Linked DNA regions of Zea mays: region 2 is linked to region 1. A link is a contact called in public Hi-C data. All regions are on one chromosome and are shown on one strand. The core of a region is the stretch at or near the end of the contact, and the rest is flanking DNA. Distances in the headings are between cores, read along the strand shown.

Region 1 (6,028 bases), core at 2,068-4,567:
GTTCCACTAGCTTCAGAAAACCCGCTACAGTTTATAGGAAGCTCCAGTGCAGGAATCCCTTGCCTGACCGCCATCGCAGCAAAATCAACCCAAGGACCTCCCTACACTAACCACTCCCCTACTGCCCTTGCCCCTTTCGGGTAAGGTAGTCATCCACTAGCTTTCCTAGTTAATCAACCAAGGGCGTCCCATTAAACCCTTGTGGTAGCACTGTTTTCCCGGGTGGTTCTCCATGTTCCCATTAACATAATGATCTTATCATGAATAGTAAATAATCAACAGATAATAAAAAGTGTAATCATGAGTAATGAATATATCTATACCCAAATCCATATAAAGCAATAGCATGTACTACCCAAAAATTTAGTAGTAAAACCAGTGGTGAAACAAGGTATAAAGATAGTCAAATCTAGGGTAACCTATTGGGTCCCAGCAAAGTTAACCTATGCAGATCATTATGATTAATAAGAACATGAATGGGTAAAAGAAGTGATCAATGGCACAACTTGCCTTCCACGAGCTCCTGCTCAGCAGTCTCTACCAGCTGAACCTCAGGATCCTCTGTAGCTTGCTCGTCTACTCGCATCAACACAATACATACATAGTATAGCAAAAATTAACATTACACCAAACATGTAAATAAAATACACAGTAATAATCTAGACATTAAAATGAGATTATAGGAACTGAAATCATTAAATTCGGGGTTATAGATTTTAAGTTATGAATTTTCCAAGGTTTTATGTATTTAATACAAGATTGAGTGCTAGATAAATTTTACTGTGTCTTTTATGCCAAAACAGTGGTACTATTTGATAGATAATAATACTATAAAAATTTAGGAACTGAAATGGATCAATTTGGGGTTCATATGGATTTTCTACAAATTACACAAGTTTTTGTAATTAAATATGTACTAAAAATCTATTTCTCAATTAATTTCTCTGATATTCTAATCCTCTGGACCAGGCCTCGATTTCTGAGAAGTGCAGGGGCTACGGTGCAAAAATTCCTAAGTCTCAGAGAGTCTCTGGCGTGGACGGCGGGTTGATATATGTAAAAGGCAGGGTCTCTTTTATAAAACGTACCCGCGAAGGGGTACGGGCAGACACTGGCCGTCCGATTGGAATTCTACGTCCTCGATTAGATCTATAATACATCGAATCGGTACGCGCTAAGCACCATTCGATCCGAATCCGACGATGTCGATCTCGTTCGTGCACCGATCCGTTCGATCTAGAATCGAGCGCACAGATTTAATGAATCCCGATTCATTCCCCACCTGTCCGATCGGAATCGAACGCTCCACACTACTCTGACCTAACCCAGTACACTCCCTCTAATCTACACCTCAGATCACGCCATCAACGGCTCAGGACGAGCCGGTCTCCCTCGACCGCCACCGGCGGCGTCGCCCATCGAATCGTGACGCGACATTGCCGAAGCAGTGCCCAATAGGCATTCTGGCGCCCCTGACCCAATCTAAAGTGTGCTACACGAAGCGCATGCTAGTATGAACAACAAGGGAGGGTCTTTACCATCACTGGCCGAGAGTTGAAGCCGGTCCACAGCGATAGGCGGATTTCGCGGCAGTGCCCTACGACGGCGAGCAATTGCCGCTCACCCGGTACCGATCCCTCACGACGATGCGACTCGCACGAAAGGTGAAGACTCCACGGCCCACCTCGATCACTCCTCGGGGTTGCAGAGTCACTCACGGTTGAGACCACTGGCGGTAACGGCACTAGTCCATTATCTGCGTCAGTGGTGAGGGCTTGGGGTATGGACGCTAGTTCAACAGGGACGAGAAGTCAAAGAGGTGCGCCGGTACTTATACACGGAGGAGAGGGTCAAAGTGATTGCACGACCCGAGCTATCCCCCGCGATTTGCGTCCCCCAGCTTCGGCGCCCACGATTTTGTTGCCGCGAAGACCGAGTCGGTGAAGAAGACGGGTCTGCCAACGCGGCCCCACTTGGCGGTGAAACACGGCGCGAGCATCCGTTAATGGATGGGCTATCCAGTTGGCCTAGGTCGCCAGCGATTAACCCCGCGCACCAGTGCGAGCGAGCTGAGCAGTGGGGCCCACATGCAAGTCACCAGGCGCGCGTGCGACTGAGTCAAGCTAGTGGGTCGCGGAAGAGAAGGAAAGAGGAGATGGGCCAAAATGGGGTGCTGAGGCCCGGTTAGAGGTTTTATTCATTTCCCTTTTATATTTTTACTTTCTCTTTTCCTTTCTCTCTTAATTTTCTTAATTTCGAATCCCCATTTGAATTTCAAACTTGAGGTAAATTTGTACTTAGATTAATTATTCACCTTGAAACTACTAGTGTGGTATTTACTCATTTATGAATTTATTTTGTATTTTATGGTATTTCTTTCTCCTTCTCCATTTAAATCTCAAATTCAAATCTAGGGTTTAATCTAAATCGTCTACTCATTGTACTATCTTTATTCATGTTATTTTTTCGAATGCACAAACAAAAATCCAATATGATGCAATGATTTATTTGTGTCTTAGTAAGGATTTACTCATTTTTAAACATGATCAGTCACATGTGATGATAAGTAATGGTCGCCAAACATTGAGATCAACACCATTTTCATGGTTTACATATTTGGGTATTACAGAAAGTTTATGGAATTAACTTTAATAGTCAAGGAAATTTTATGTTCCATTCTATCTTTACAATTAACTATCTGCACACTAATTGTTTAATAACCAACAAAATTTATGTTTTATAAATTCAGATGTTGTTTTCCATCATAACCTGAAATGCCATGGCACCTAAGTCTACCTTACCAATTGATTTATCACTCTAATTAACTACCTTTTTCTGTAATAAATATGTCTTATGCAATGATGTTATTCACTTTGGGTGTACATCTCGAAGATATGCATCGCAAAAATGTTTTCCCCGTCGTAACATAATTGATAGTTACATCTCTATCAATTTAATTTAACAATTACTTCTATTATTTTTTATTATTAATTCTTGCTATAATAATGATGGGTTACGTCTTAAGGTATTTGGCAAAACAATAATTTTGAATGACATTTGTCTTGGTACTTTGTTAACTCTATAAACTTAGGAGTTATAGGATCACATATGTTCCTGCTCGTTTTCACAATCCAAGTAATATAGTTGGAAGATTGTTATTTTGTTTTTAGATCACAATTTCCTGTGATTGTTTGTGATAATCATTTGTAAACTGAAAACCCACCTTTCTCACTACCAAATGCCTTCAAAGAAACAAATTAACCTCGCGCGCATCCTGGACGCTAGCTACTAGTTTTGATTCATAGTCTGCACCAGCTCTTATTCCCCTTCTGACTGTATCCAAGACAGTTAAAAGCTTGACATCCCCAGACAAAACCATAAAACATAAAGCACTTCATCCTGTCTCTCTCACTCGCGCGTAGGTACCGCGGCGGAGCCACCTGAACGTTTTGACAGCAGCATTTCATCCTGTCTCGTTCGTCTTCTCCCACGCTCCGCGCTAGGCTTCTCTCACTCGCGTCCGGGCGACCCGCCCGATCAGGGATGGTGGAGGAGGCGGGCGACACGGCGCAGCCCCAAATGCGGCTCAACCACGCAGCGGCGGAGGCCTCCTCTGCCGCCGGCCGTTCTTGGCGGCATCGGCCATGTCCGTTCCCGCGTCTTCCGGGCCATCCCGAACTACCTTCCGAGTCCGACTCCCATTGCCGCTCCGGGTTCGGTTTCCGACTCTCCAGGATAAGCATTGGCGGGGGCTTTATATACTCCCCCTCTTGCCCTCCATGATTCTCCATTGGCAGCCACGGAGCCCCCCAATTTCGCGTCGCGTGCTTGTTTCTGCCTGGTGTTGATTCCGCCTGCTCCGCTGCTCTGCCATTGGTGTGTGTCTCCGTCTAGTGCCGTCCGGCGAACCGTCCCGTCCGTGGAGTCGGGGCGCGGTGCTTCCCCTCTTGGTCCTCGCTCGCAATGGCGGATTGGAATCGACCGTGGGACGTGAATGCACATTGTGATCGCTCCGGCAGCGACCGGCGGCCTCCTCTGCCTCGGCCTGATAGCAGTACGGACGAGCTCCCCTCTTACTCCATTGCGATGCTACCAATTCGTGGTATTTTGGTTGCGATCGGATTTGAACTTGCTCCATGTCTAGATCTGGTCCTTGTTCTTTGTTTATCATATGGTTTGGATACTGATTCAATCAAGCTTAGGATCAAAGTTGAATTTGCCCTGTTGCTGTAGGCTTCCTCATGTACATGGACTGTTCTTTCCACTACGTCATGATATGATCTTTGCATGATTACCACATCTATTGGGTATAGACATTTTTTTTTTGTGGGGGGGTACGAATTGGGAGGACACTGCAATTGTGGGATAGCAGTGTTGTGCCAGTACAAGTGGGGATTCAAAACATCTATTTTGTAGGATCATGGATGATTGCAACAAATTTTTTTTATCTCTAGGATCTATTTTTAAATTTTACAATACTAATCAATCTAACTATAAGATAATTCTATTTATGTTCTTCCAGATCGCTGAATGCATTGCATCATGGAAATCTCTTGTCTTTCTGCATTGTTGTGCTGGTACCATGAATTATGATACCCATTTTTTCCCCATATGTGCAGGAGACAATTACTACCCAGTCCCATTATGGGAAAGAAAATTCTGCCGCAACGCTTACGGCATCCCTTGGAAGAAGTTCTGCGAAAAGAAGCAATTTATTGAATTATACAAAAACGTCATGGACTGGGACGATTCAGGAGCTTTGGAAAATTTTGAGGCTGCAAAGGAGAGGTTCAGGGCAAAGTATCATGGGGAACCTTTCGAGGATCCTTTGCTAGACCCTGATATGTACATCGACGAGATCGACCACCTATGCGAAGTCGACCCAGAGTTGGTAGCTGACCTGGATAAGGTACCTGACGTGGATAAGGTACTTGAGCAACAATTGGTAGCCAACTTGGGTTGTGAAGAGCCGGTTGCTGATCTGGTACCCATGGGTCACGGAGAACTGGGTGCCATTCCGACACCCACAGGTTGGGGAGAAGAGGATGCCATTCCGACACCCACAGGTTGGGGAGAAGAGGATGCCAATCTGGCACCCGTAGGTTGGGGAGAACCGGTTGCCAATGTGGCAGCCATTGGATGGGGAGAATCGGCCAGCCTGACACCTGATACTGCTTGGGAGGGCCGCAACTCTGGATGGAACTCTCCTCTGGATCAGCCGCAATGCACACCAAGCAACTGGAACGATAACTCCTATGGCGATAGATCATCCAACAATTGGTACCAGCAGGAAGTGGATCCGAGCCACATGCCATTTGGGACTAGAAGGAATTTGAATGGCGGCGGCCGCGGCAGTAGTTGCAGGAACTCGAACGGTGGCGTTGGCAACAGGAACAATAACCTCTATGGAGGTAGATCATCCAACACTCGGTACCAACAGGAGGTGGATCCGGGCCGCAACTCATCTGGGACTAGAAGGAAGCTGAATGGCGGTAGTGGCAACAGAAACAATAACTTCTATGGAGGTGGATCATCCAACAATAGGTACCAACAGGAGGTGGATCCGGGCCGCATGTCTCCTGGGGCTGGGAGGAAGCAGAATGGCGGTGGCCGTGGCTGCGGCCGCAGTGGCAGTAAGTGGAATGGTGGTGGTGGCAGCGGCTGGCAGCAGGGCCAGAGAGGAAGAAGGACCAGGGAGATGGAGTGGCGTCCGGTGCAGCACAAGAGGGATCCCCAAGATGACCCTGCCGCTTGATCTCGCCCGTCGTCTGTGCAGCCAGCCAGGGTTGCTCTTTTGCTTCGCTCTCTAGTATAATTAACTAGAACTAGTGATTGTAGTCTGTAGAGTCTCTATTAGGGTTCTCTTTTGTACTAACTACTAGAAAAAATAGCGCCCTATCGTGCGCCGTAGCAGTCTAAAATATATTGTAAGAAAGGTACTCCCTCCGTTTCTTTTTAGTTGTCGCTGGATAGTTCAATTTTACACTATCCAGCGACAACTAAAACGAAACGGAAGGAGTAACTTATA
Region 2 (6,297 bases), core at 2,244-4,743, 140 kb before region 1:
ATAAAGGGATAAGTTGCAAGAACAAGTATGGACACAGCCTGCAACACCAAATTTGAAGTTTAAGCTATGATCATTAATATAATTTGTAATGTTTGCTTTCTAAAGACACGGTAGGTGACAACTTACAGATGCAATACGTGCTGAGTTGACTGTCCCAAGAATCCTATGGACCCAGCGATAAATGACAAGCTGGTACACTAGAAGACTAGCGCCTGAAAATGAAATGGAGGGAGGAAATTAAAAACCCAGTTATAAAGAGAATGGAAGGAGAAATCCATATCAGTGTCTATACATACATAAATACTGCAAAAATCCACCTTCGAGATTCATGAAAAAAAATGTTTCGAAAAGAGATCCATGGAAAAAAATTCACCAATGGATCCAAGGGCAGAGGGATGGAGTACGTTGTACGTACCTGCCATAGCAAGAACCTGACCAGTATCTTCAGTCGAGAAGCTAAGGCCGCCATACTTCCGGTCGCTCACAGCCCATAAGGAAAGTATCTGGTGTTGAGAGCAAGATGAAATTAGGTAGTTAATTAAAGCAGTACTAGACAGACAAAAAACAAGATGTTTGAACTCATGAGGAATACAGGCTTACTGAGCATCATTCGAAACTAAAAACACCCCACTGAGCATCAGTTTGCTAAACAAGACAGGGATTCTGAGAAAACTACGTTTTTTTTCTTTTTGTACCTCACTATATGCTGTGTCATGAAGACTGAAAAAGCAGTAAGGTAGCAGGGTTGATATCCAAGGCCTGTTCTGGAGCAAGCTCTTCTTCTTGCGAGGTGGATCGCAATAGCCCTCTTTTGACGACAGGGCTTTGAATGCTTTGGTGTCCATTTCGGGAACCTTATGCTTGTGTATAGTCTCCTGTGATACAGTCAAAGTGATATTTTGTAAGAATATTTAGCTTAAAAGGGTGCCTTGAATCGTTCTTGGTCGCTGCTGCTTAGAGACGAGGACGCGAGGACCGATCTGAACAGGGCATGCCGCTTATTGGAGTCGGTCGTTATGGAGGTGTTCGCTAAGTTTGGGTGGAAGTTCTCAAATAGAATTGCGGCCTAGTCGTCTAGCTGTCTTGGGTAAACTTGGTTTTTTGAGTCTGTTTGTGAGCCTAAGCGCTTGTTGGATGTATCGATACGCTGTGTACGCTGTCTTGGATGGTGTAGAGGCTGGGACCTTATTTCTGTTCCATTATCTAAAAAAAAAGGGTGCCTTGAATGATAGTACTATTTATTGTTTTGCCAGTGTACAGTAGAAATACATGGCAAGCATATTTTTCTACGAAAATGACAATGTCCTGTAATATATTCAGACGAGTAGCAGTGTTAGTGATTTCCAAAGGAATAAAATTTAAACCATCATGGCTTTTGTGTAGGCTAAAGAGTGTTGATACATACCGGAAGCCACTCACAGCTTATCAGGACAAGTGTAGCAAACGCTGATACACTTAGACAGGGCAAAAGGTATGGAAATCTGCATTGTGCATCACTAGTTCTTGTCAAAAAAAAAAATGCGCTTCACTAATTCCTAGCAATTTGTAGTACTGAAATGGTCAACAAAGGTTGGTACCTGCCAAATACAGAGTCTTTGGAAAACACGTGAGGATATTTCTCAGCTGGCTGCGGGGGAAAAAAAGGAGACTGCAGTAAGAAAACAAGACTTTCTTTCTTTCTTTTTTCCTTCAAAAATTCCATTTCTTTCTCTTTTGAACAGCCGCTGGTTGGTACCTGCGAAAGGTAGCCTCCAAGAGCTGGACCAACAATGAGACCCAGAGCCCATGCCGTGTTCACCTACGTACGCGGCCGAAGCACATGCACTCAGCAGTTAGACTGATCTTGAAAAAAAAACGGAAGAGTTGTTTATTAAACGATGAAGAGCTCGGTCGTTGATGAGATTATTACAAGCGAGAGTCCAAGCGCCTGGTGCTGGGTCTGGCAAACTTCAACGCAGTACGCCTGAAATTGTTCGTAGACATATACATACATACATACATACATACATACAGACGCAACTGAATTCGATCAGATTCAGCATGCATGCAAACTTCTTCTTTTTCCAAATAAACACACGAGTTAATGTAGCAGACGAGATGAGTTCTTGCTGAAACACCGGACCCTGACCTTTATCGGGGCGAGCAGGCCGTTGAGAGCGCCCAGCACGAGCCTCGTGGCGATCGCCATCCAGTACGTCGTGCTCAGACCAAACAGCGCGCTGAATACGACCCTGCAATATAATGCATCGGTAATAGAAATCCAGATTAATTTCTGATAGATAGATGATCTGACGATACGTACGTACACGGACAGTATCGAAAACGTGATGACAGGCTTCCGTCCAACGCGGTCTGCGATGACGCCCCAGAAGATGGAAGAGAAGCCTCTGCCCACCATGTACGACGCAGCTGCAGTTCATGGGATGGGGGGAGACGGCAGTCAGTACATTGTATCTTGTTTTGACCATGTTCAGATTGCAGACCAGTGGTCAGTGAGGCGAGAAGCATATACCAAGAAAACCAGCATAGAATCCGATGTCTTCCTCTGTTTCAGCGACGCGGAAGTCCCTTACCTGTGTCAGAAGTTAGGAGTGGATCACCACCGATGAGCATGAGCTAGACAGCACAATGCTCCATTTTTAAGTTAATGGCGAGCGTCCGTCGACATCAGTTTGAATGGCTTGAGGTTCAGTTCAGGCCGAGCAAACTGCTTGGGTGCAGTAAGTGAGAGAGAGAGAGGACAATGGCGTACCATGAAATACAAGAAGGGGAAGAGGCACGTGATCGGTAAAGCTGGGAAAAGAAGGCACAAACGGAATAAAGAAAAAAACAAGTCAGATCCAGATCAAACCAGAAAGCTAGTGAAAAGCTAGTGAAGAAGCACGTGCGGGGTAGGTTGATGCATTATTTGCATGCACGGATGCAGATCCATCTGAAAGGTAGGCAATGCAAACAAGCTGCTGGGCCGGCGCCGGCCTAGCTAATTTCTTTCAGGAACAATTCCCTCTTCCTCTTTGTTTCAGGAAATAATTTGTCCTAGCTGTTTTTGGGATCTTGGCAGCGGTGCTTTTGCCAACATTCTATGTATGCATGCATGTTAGGCGTTTGAGGTCCCGCCGCCATTGCCATCGTATAACGACCGAGCTAGCTAGCTAGCTAGCTTATTAGGTGTAATTAAACTGTGTGGATATGTAAATTAATTTGCATACCATGGTGTGATTGCATGATTGGTGAAGAAGAAGAAGGGGGAAGTAAACCAAATCCAGTCGATGACCAGATGGCATTATACTGTTTGGGTAGAGATGTCTACGTGCGTCGTACCTGAGGCGAGGGAGGTGGCGGCGACGAAGAACAGCTCCCTGTAGGGGATCCTGCCGTTGCTGCTCGCCTTCCGCCGCTCCATCACGCACCCGGGGCAACCCTCCTCCACCGCCGGCACCAGCAGCGCCGCTTCCTCGTCGCTGCCCATCCTACTGATGAAGCTAGCTGTCTATCTCTATCTCTATGAAGGCCCCTCTATCTCAATGTGTGTCTATATATAGGGAAGGGTATGCTCTGCTCTGCGCCTCTGCCGGGTGTGATTGGTAGTCAGGTGCATGCCTCCTCTAGTCTAGCTCTATCCTGGTTGGGTACACATGAGGCTGCGCAAGCTCAGCAGTACCAGCGTGCATATATACAAGACAATTCATGAGCATTAATCATCTTTGCCAGGATTTGAGTTGTTGTACTTAGTATCAAATAGAGCAATTTAATACCTATAAATTTTGTCGATTGAGCACACTTTAGACCAGTTTATTATATATACTTATATAAATTATGCTAGACGATGTAAATATTTATACAATGCGGTACACTACGAAAAAATCTGTCACGTTGTTCACTGGTGGATGTATCTCCAAGTTCGAGCGTAAAAACCTTAAGTTTTGAGCATAAAACCCCTCAATTATAAGCGTAAATACCGAGCCAACGTGGGGGGTTTATAGCTATAGTGAGTTGTAATTACGATCCTATTTTTATGGCATATTCGAAAAATATGGGAGTCGCATGCATGCAGTTTCTATTTTTATACAGATCAAAAAATGTGGCAAAACGTGGGAGTTTTCATTGCGTGCACGCAAATTTTGGATTATATTTTTCTTTCCAGTGCACACGCGCAAAAAAATTGGATAACATGAGTCACACAAAGCATAAATTCTTATACGTCACATAAATACTTACACCGTGTACCATACTTGATAAAAAACCTAAAATCGGTCAAACTAAGAACGCCAATGAAAATTAGGGACAATTTTATGGCAGACGTAAAAATCTAGCATTTACCAACATAAGTGATTTAATTTGATTTTTTATGATAATTACGGACATGCGGAAATTAGGGATAGTTTTATGGCAGACGTACAAATCTGACATTTACGAACATAAATGATTTGATTTGATTTGTTTATGGTAATTACGAACAACATAAATCAAGGAATTGTCTTTTCAATGTGCATGCAAAAAATATGCATGCATTACACTGATATACGAACTCCGTGTTTAAGTATAAAATCATACAGTTTTTAGCGTAAATAATACATGTTGTAGGCATAAAACACAATAATCGAAAAGAAAACACGAATCAGAGGAGGTAGTCGTCGGAGTACGTCGTCGACAACACAAGCACAGATATAGGTCGTCACTTGGGCCGCCCAAACGCGCCGGATAAGAGGATGTCACGCGCGATCGTCACTGCGCGCACCTCGCGCCTCGTGCTTCACCATCGCTACTTGCACGTCGAGGGGCGCCGCTTGCTCGCCAGACTTGGAAGTGCCGCCGCCTCGAGACCCCGGGGACGCCACCGCTTGCCTGCACAAGGGCCTCGTCATCGCTCGCCCCTCTGGATCGGGGAGCCGCCGCCACTACTCCGGAACGAGAAACCGTCGCCATCGCGCGTCGAGGTCAGAGAACTGCGTCCACCGCAGCCACCGGTCGGGGTGCCACCGCCCCGCGCGCTCTCGGGCAACCGCCGTCGTCGCTAATGAATCAGGATGAGGCGTGAAAAATTGAAACCTAGCACTCCGGATCTTACTTTATAGACGTCCGGACCTGGTCCGGCTCGACTGGATTGCATCGTCCGACCTGAGCTTTCTCTAGTTATTGGAAGCATAGAGCTCGTAATATGCAATATATATATATATGGAATTGATGTAACACAACTAACTTTAATTTGGGAGTTAAATAGATTTTTTAAATTTATTTATTCGAGTGAATTATTATTTTTGCATCCATGGAAGTATTTTTTGAATAGATAAAATAAATTATATGAAATTTAATTTGCATTTCATGATGTTTTTATTGTGGTTTTTGGGATTTGAACATTGTCTGAATTTGGGTTTGATACTAAAAATAAAGAAGAAGAAAAGTAAAAATATAAAAGGAAAAGAAAAAAAAATGAGTACTTATATGTGCTTGCGCCAGTGTATAGATAGCAATGGATACCCGAACTTGTATACCCGACAGATTTTACTCGACATAAAGGCATACATAGGTTAAATTCTTTATTTGTTGGTTCATTAATAAACACAATATTTTACCTGTCAGGTAGACAGGTGCGGGTACGTTATGTACTACCCATACCCGCATACACATGTGTAATTTAGATCCGTCTCATCCATATATATAATCTACTTAATTAAGTACAAATAAATATATATTAGTGAAAAATATGACTAAATTGCATGTTTTTACATTATTTGTTATTTTTCTTCTTTCATGTACACACATTTTATGTACACACATTTGATGATTTATAAGTGTAAATGCACCATATATTTATTAGATTTATGTTATTTAATACATGTTTAGCATGTATCTAATCGGGTTTAGGTTACCCGACAGTTTTTTTACCCATGTTGGTGCAACATGTATATGTACAATTTCATACACGCGAGCGACTATGAGTTTTTTTTACGGTTATGATTTTATCTTGTGGATACAGGTACGGGTAAGCGTACCTATTATCATATATACGCCAGTTTTTCCTCCATGGCCCATCGTCCGCTCACCCCGCCTTAACCCTATATAGGCTTGATGGGCCAACCGGTTGCGGCCCACGGAGACGCCACGCCAAAAGCATTGAATTAGTTTTTCGCTCAGGTTGGCTATCATGCGGGTTCGATCACAGTTTACATCCGATCTGCAAGAGCTAGTTTAGAAACTTAAACTCCCTATGGGATTTCTGGAGCTCGAGTAGAAAATTATCTTATTTTTCCACTCAATTCCTAGGAATCATGGAGGAGATTTAAGTTTTCAAACTAG

Evidence for each region. A called contact is a pair of places that touch in the nucleus more often than the background predicts.
Region 2: a contact with region 1 is called in a Hi-C map of ear, with 3 times the contacts expected there. The contact joins the promoter of LOC100280090 here to the promoter of LOC103651662 in region 1. A contact is called at or near these places in 11 of 25 Hi-C or Micro-C datasets (bundle sheath, ear, endosperm and 4 more) and 1 of 3 datasets of contacts at active chromatin or transcription factors (leaf).

What each region holds. Positions count from the first base shown.
Region 1 is chr3:235,520,029-235,526,056 of Zm-B73-REFERENCE-NAM-5.0, reverse strand. LOC103651662 reads left to right here and starts at 3,317. Exons shown (of 2, transcript XM_008677351.3): 1 at 3,317-4,054; 2 at 4,620-6,028. The coding sequence starts at 3,964. The coding sequence ends at 5,755.
Region 2 is chr3:235,661,210-235,667,506 of Zm-B73-REFERENCE-NAM-5.0, reverse strand. It overlaps LOC100280090, which reads right to left and starts at 3,493. Exons shown (of 17, transcript NM_001361021.1): 1 at 3,322-3,493; 2 at 2,753-2,793; 3 at 2,513-2,573; 4 at 2,307-2,409; 5 at 2,129-2,231; 6 at 1,910-1,963; 7 at 1,736-1,798; 8 at 1,578-1,627; 9 at 1,406-1,481; 10 at 696-875; 11 at 416-503; 12 at 127-212; 13 at 1-38. The coding sequence starts at 3,469.